Regions from separate parts of the Sus scrofa genome. Here region 2 is linked to region 1. The links are chromatin contacts, called in public promoter capture Hi-C maps. All regions are on one chromosome and are shown on one strand. Each heading gives the region's core, a stretch centred on a gene start, on an enhancer-like site or on the middle of the called end of the contact. The rest is flanking DNA. Distances are from core to core; before and after follow the strand shown. Region 1 holds the start of SCML1 (sex comb on midleg-like protein 1). Region 2 holds the start of BEND2 (BEN domain-containing protein 2).

The links. Promoter capture Hi-C pulls out the DNA fragments that hold promoters and counts their contacts.
Region 2: a promoter capture Hi-C map of liver shows a contact between it and region 1, with 14 times the contacts expected there. The contact joins the promoter of BEND2 here to the promoter of SCML1 in region 1. A contact is called at or near these places in 2 of 5 promoter capture datasets (fetal skeletal muscle and liver) and 3 of 47 Hi-C or Micro-C datasets (embryonic fibroblasts, liver and omental adipose tissue).

The regions. Positions count from the first base shown.
Region 1 is chrX:14,208,884-14,211,583 of Sscrofa11.1, reverse strand. It overlaps SCML1 (sex comb on midleg-like protein 1), which reads right to left and starts at 1,363. Exons shown (of 8, transcript XR_002340672.1): 1 at 1,179-1,363. NHS (Nance-Horan syndrome protein) reads right to left here. Exons shown (of 9, transcript XM_005673460.3): 9 at 2,499-2,700. All of the region lies in intron 1 of LOC110257735 (a long non-coding RNA gene), which reads left to right.
Region 2 is chrX:14,702,672-14,705,371 of Sscrofa11.1, reverse strand. It overlaps BEND2 (BEN domain-containing protein 2), which reads left to right and starts at 1,438. Exons shown (of 17, transcript XM_021080613.1): 1 at 1,438-1,465. The coding sequence starts at 1,438.

The DNA.
Region 1 (2,700 bases), core at 114-2,613:
AGCCCAACTATGACTAGATTATTTAAAATGAATGTCAGTGGTTAAATTCAAAATCCTGCTAAATAAGTTTACTTAATAGGAAGCTCATTTACATTTTATGATAGGAAATCTAAACATCGGGTTTTTAGAAAGACACATTTAAGATACATCAAAGTCATTTTTCAAAAGTCACCTGAGGCTTCTGCCTCCCAAGGTGCAAGGCATTCACTTGCCATCCGCGTATCACAATGACGACAGATGAAAACAGCGTTTCACCCCAAAATTCTCAGTAAATAGGGCAGATTACAACAGCAAGCCCACTCTAGATTTTTTCTTTTCCCAATAAACTGTGTCAACACATTGATTACTTTCTAAAAATCCCGTCAGGACTCAAAAGTAGCCCTTCTGTCCGCAGCAAACTTGAGAGAGCACAGAGTCTGCCAGACGGGGGATAAAGCCGGCCACACTCGATTCCATGGCCCAGCTTTCTAAAACTCCGTGCAGAAAAGCTGCTTGTAAAATCACGATTCGTAAACATTAAAGCAGGTTCAAACTGGAGCAGCCCGACCTCCGGGAGAGCCAGGCCGAGGCAGAGAGGCAGTCCCCGACAGAGCGAGCTGTCAAAGGACCCCGCTCAAGCCACATCTTTGCGCTGAAGCTGTCTTTGATCAATCGCACTTACGATCAAAGCCTCAGAATCAACGGTTGCATCACAAAACACGTTATAACGAACCAACTCTCCAGTTAATAGATTCTTTACACTCAAAAGTCTATATAAAGTCTGATCGTCTCCCGCCCCCCCCAACCTCCCCCCACACCTGCCAAGAAAGAGAGAGGATGGAAAAACGATCACCTGTTACCACAAAGTCAGCACCAAGCCGCCAACAAGCGGCCAATTCTCAGAAGCGCCAACGAGCTGGCCCAGGAGGGGCAGGGGGAACCACCCGGAACCAAGTGCAACCACCCCGAACCAGCCGGAACCATCCCAAACCACCCGGAACCGTACCGAACCACTCCAGCCGCAGCGCTGCTGAAACTGCGGCGTACACTCGCTTTGCCCGGGAAGTAACTATTTTCTCTTCCCTCAGGAAAATCCTCCTTCCCCGCCACCCCGCTCCCGAGCGGGAGCCATTAAGCCAAGTCACTCCTCAACTGCTTCTAGCGCATCCACGAGGGAGAAAAAGGGTCACAGCACAGACCTTTTCTGGCGCTAGAGCAGCCAAACCAGCCTCCTGAGAGCGCGGGAACCGGCTAGCGGTGAGCCGTCTCCCGAGCAGCGGGGGTAAAACGGTTAGGGTCACTCGAGGTCAGAAACGGTCCTCGCACCGGAAATAGGACCCGACCACGTGATGCGCCCGCCGCAGAGCCCACGGACCCCACGAAGCTGGGGACCAACTCTCGCACCAGAGACCACCCACCGTACGGAGGTTGCCACGTGCGGCCGGCCGCTGGCCTATCAGTGGCCGCCTAGAGACAAGCCTGAGCCGTAAGCCGACCAATCCTGAGGACCCCTTTGCCGTCGCGTGAGAAGCGGGCCGTTGCTAGGGAGTCGGCCGAGGGGAGGGGCTGTGCTTCCCTCTGCGCAGCCGCAATGGCCGCTTCCGAGCACCTGCAGCTCGGCGGTGGTTGGCAGAGGTTGGTGAGTTCAGTTCCGCGCCCCGCTATAGGCTGAAGACGCGAAGCTCCGAGGCGGAGAGGAGTTTTTGCGGGTATTTCGGTGTGGGTTTCTTGGAGGCGGCTCGCAGGGCTGAGGCACTTAGGCGTCTGGCCTCTCCCCTCTTGTTGGTTAATTCTTTGAAGATTTTTTTTTTAATTTAATTCCCCCTTCCTCTGTGATGTACCAGAGACGTGGACATTGAATTAATTCTAGGTGTGCGGTCAGTGCTTCAATTCGCAAGGGGAGGGGCCGGGCTTTAGCAATTGTGGTTTGGTACAAACCTGGAAGGGTTATTTTCAAAGGTTGTTATGCCTTTATGCGATGACACAGATCTTGGAGCCAGATTTGCTGTGTTTGTACCCTAGCCTCAACATTTAAGTGAGCTATGGCTTTGAGCAACTCAGGTAACGGCTCTGTGCTTCAGTTTCCCATCAATAAAATGGGCACAGCGAGGGGGGTGGTGAGTTAGGATAAGCACAGCAGTTACAACACTATCAGTAAATGTATGTAATGAAAGGTACATGACATTACTTAGTGGCGATCGTCTTAGGTTATGTCGAGGTTGCTCACCTTGGGAAGGAGGCATAGTCTGAGAAATTCAGAAGCAAAGCAGTTGAAGTAAAGCTATATAAATCTTGTAGCGCCCAGAGAGGCGCTACAAGGGAAGCATGTTGGACATGAGAAATATTTTCTTTTCTCCTCTCAAATACAAGCGAGATTAGAGCCCATTGTAGATAGAGTATTTATTATTATGATTTTGCTCATACTTTTGCCATAGCAGGTTCTGTCCCTTACGTCCACACTTGGTGTATGCAAGACCCCAGGAATACGATTACGTAACAAAGAAGAGGGAAACAAGTTCTTTAATTGCAGTCACGTTTATTTGCAGTTTCTATACACACTTCCTAGGTAATCAAACTTTTCTGGTACATTTTTTTTTGGAGAGGGGTTCACAATGAAACTGTCACCATTTTTACTAAAAATAAATACAAGACTTAAAGTGTTGCACAGCTCTAAAATATACAAAGGCTTGAATTGAATGTAAACGTTGAAAACATCTTACA
Region 2 (2,700 bases), core at 189-2,688, 490 kb before region 1:
GAGACGATCTGGGGCTTTTGGGAGTCCCTGAGGTTCATGGCATCCCTGAGGCCGGAGGCGATCTGGGGCTTTCAAGTCCTCTGGGTCTGTGGTGTCCTGGAGGCTGGAGGTGATCTGGGACTTTTGGAGTTCCTGGGGTTCACGGCGTCCCCGAGGCTTGAAGTGATCTGGAACCTGCAGGGGGACGCAGGGTTCATGGTGTCTCAGGGGCTTGAGAGTGTCTTGGGGCTCGAGGCATCCCCTGGGTTTGTGGCGTCTAGGGGCTCGAGCGGATCTTGGGGCTCTCGGGTCCCCGGGGTTCATGGTGTTCCAGGAACTTGAGGTGACCCCAGAGCTGGCAGCTTCCTGGGGGTTGATGGTGTCCCCGGGGTTGATGGCCTGACCAAGTTTCCGGTGGGAGGGCGGCGGTTCTTTCTGGGACCTCTAGCGGCCGCAGAAGAGTTTCAGCGGTCACCATGCGGCAGGGGGCGCCACCGCGGCTCTTTTCACTCGCGCGCCAGGAGGCAGCGTGGCAGGCTTTGGCGCCAGAGCCGGTGTGTACGCCCGCGCTTTTTACTTGAACTTTTTTTCCCCAAGGCCTCGTGTGAGCACACGCCACAATCAGCTGCTGAGCACCGCATGTTGTGCCAGGAAGACGATTTGGCTTGGTGACTGGGGCGCTTTTCGGGAGGAGAGGGTTTGCTTTGCTGGAAGAGCGAGTCTGCACTTGGCAACCTCAGATTTCAGCAGCGCCGCGTGGAGACGTTAGGGGGCGTTCCCACCACCTCATGGGGGTGGGGGAATGCCAGCTTGTGTGAGCTTTTGAAATTTGGCCACCTTTTTTTTTTTTTTTTTTTTTTTTTTCGGCTGTGCCCGGGGCATGTGGAAGTTTACTGGTCAGGGATCAAACCTGATCGACAACAGTGACAACACGGAATCCTTAATCCGCTAGGCCACCAGGGAACTCTTGGCCACTTATTTTTTTAAGTTCTTGGTGCTTCCTGGGACAAGTTGATTCTTTTTTTTCTTTCCCCGTTGGAGGAGGTACGGGTCCAGGAAGGATGAAGCCTCTTAGATGTTATATAGAATTTTTTTCAACTTTACAACTTTTAAATTTTTTTAGGTTTGTTTTCTTTTAATCGAAGTAACATTGGTTTATAACATGTTTCATGTGTACAATATTATAGTTCTACTTTTGTATATCCTACAGCAGGCTCACCACCACAATTTTATATAAATTTTGAGTTTAAAGAATTGACAAAAGAGCGAGTTGATTCATTATAACATCTTTTGAGATTAAGACGTTGCTTTTGAGGCTTTGTTTGTAACTGCGTTTGATCAAAGACAGGGCAGCCTTGCCGTTTTATGATAAATATGCAAATAAGGATAAAGAAAATAAAGATTTATGTGTGGAGAAATCCTTGCACATAGAGCCTCTTCTTTGCATTAAGAGGGCAGATGCAGGAGTCAGAGAACGCTGTAAAAGGTGAGGACCTCTGTAAAAAAGGGGACCCCTTTTGTGGGTGCTCCAGCCTACTGTACGGTTAGCACGGTCAGTCAATAGAAAAGACCAATAATTAAGTCTGTCGGAGATCGCTTCCTTCCCTCCCTCTGCTACCCAGCTTTCCCCAAATTAGGACTGCTCTGGGGTTTTATAATACCAAGTGGTCAGCTGCTTTAATGTTTACAAGTAAAGATTTTATAAGCAATTTTTCTACACATTGTTTTATAAAGCAGTGCATAGCCTCGATTCAGTTCCGAGCCTGGCTGCAGGGAATGCTGGCTGATGGGACACAGTTTTGGTGGTATTATCCCGCATCTGGCTGGCTTTGTCGTCTCTAAAGTTCGATAGGGAGATTGCAAGGGCTGCTTTTTTTTTTTTTTTTGTCTTTTTGCTATTTCTTGGGCCGCTCCCGCGGCATATGGAGGTTCCCAGGCTAGGGGTCCAATCGGAGCTGTAGCCACCGGCCTACGCCAGACCCACAGCAACGCGGGATCCGAGCCGCGTCTGCGACCTACACCACAGCTCACGGCAACGCCAGACCCTTAACCCACTGAGCAAGGGCAGGGACCGAACCCGCAACCTCGTGGTTCCTAGTCGGATTCATTAACCACTGCGCCACGACGGGAACTCCGCAAGGGCTGCTTTTTAAGAGCCCTGACAGTAAAGTTAGAAAATGATTGTTCCGTGTAATAACGTACTGTTCACTTAAAAAAACAAACAAACAAAAAACAAAACAACCTCCCCCCAAAAACAGAGCAGCCTGGCCATTGCAATCTGCCCTATTTTGCTGTGTGTATTCTGTGCAGTAGGCAAGTGAAATGCAGGTGTCAGCCCTGACCATTGTGAACTATGCCTTCTCTGATAAAAATCAGGGCAGCTTAGTTCCTTGCACCTTGGGAGCATAATCTTCAAAAACTTACAAATGTCATAATGTCTTAAAAATTTCCTGTGAAGGCTATATTATATATATACCTAAAGGAGTTAGTTGGTATTTTGCGAATTAACTGAGAAACCTTAGTGGAGTTGTCAATAACTTTACTAGTAATAGTTTGTAAGAGCTATTGATAGACGAAAACTTGTCTTAAAAATAAAATTTTAGTTGCCTTTGTTATTTTCTTCTTTATTTAGATTATAAAGTCTAAACTTCGTTGTAGAGAATCTTTTTTTTTTTTTTTTGGTCTTTTTGTCTTTTTGCCTTTTTCTTGAGCCGCTCCCAA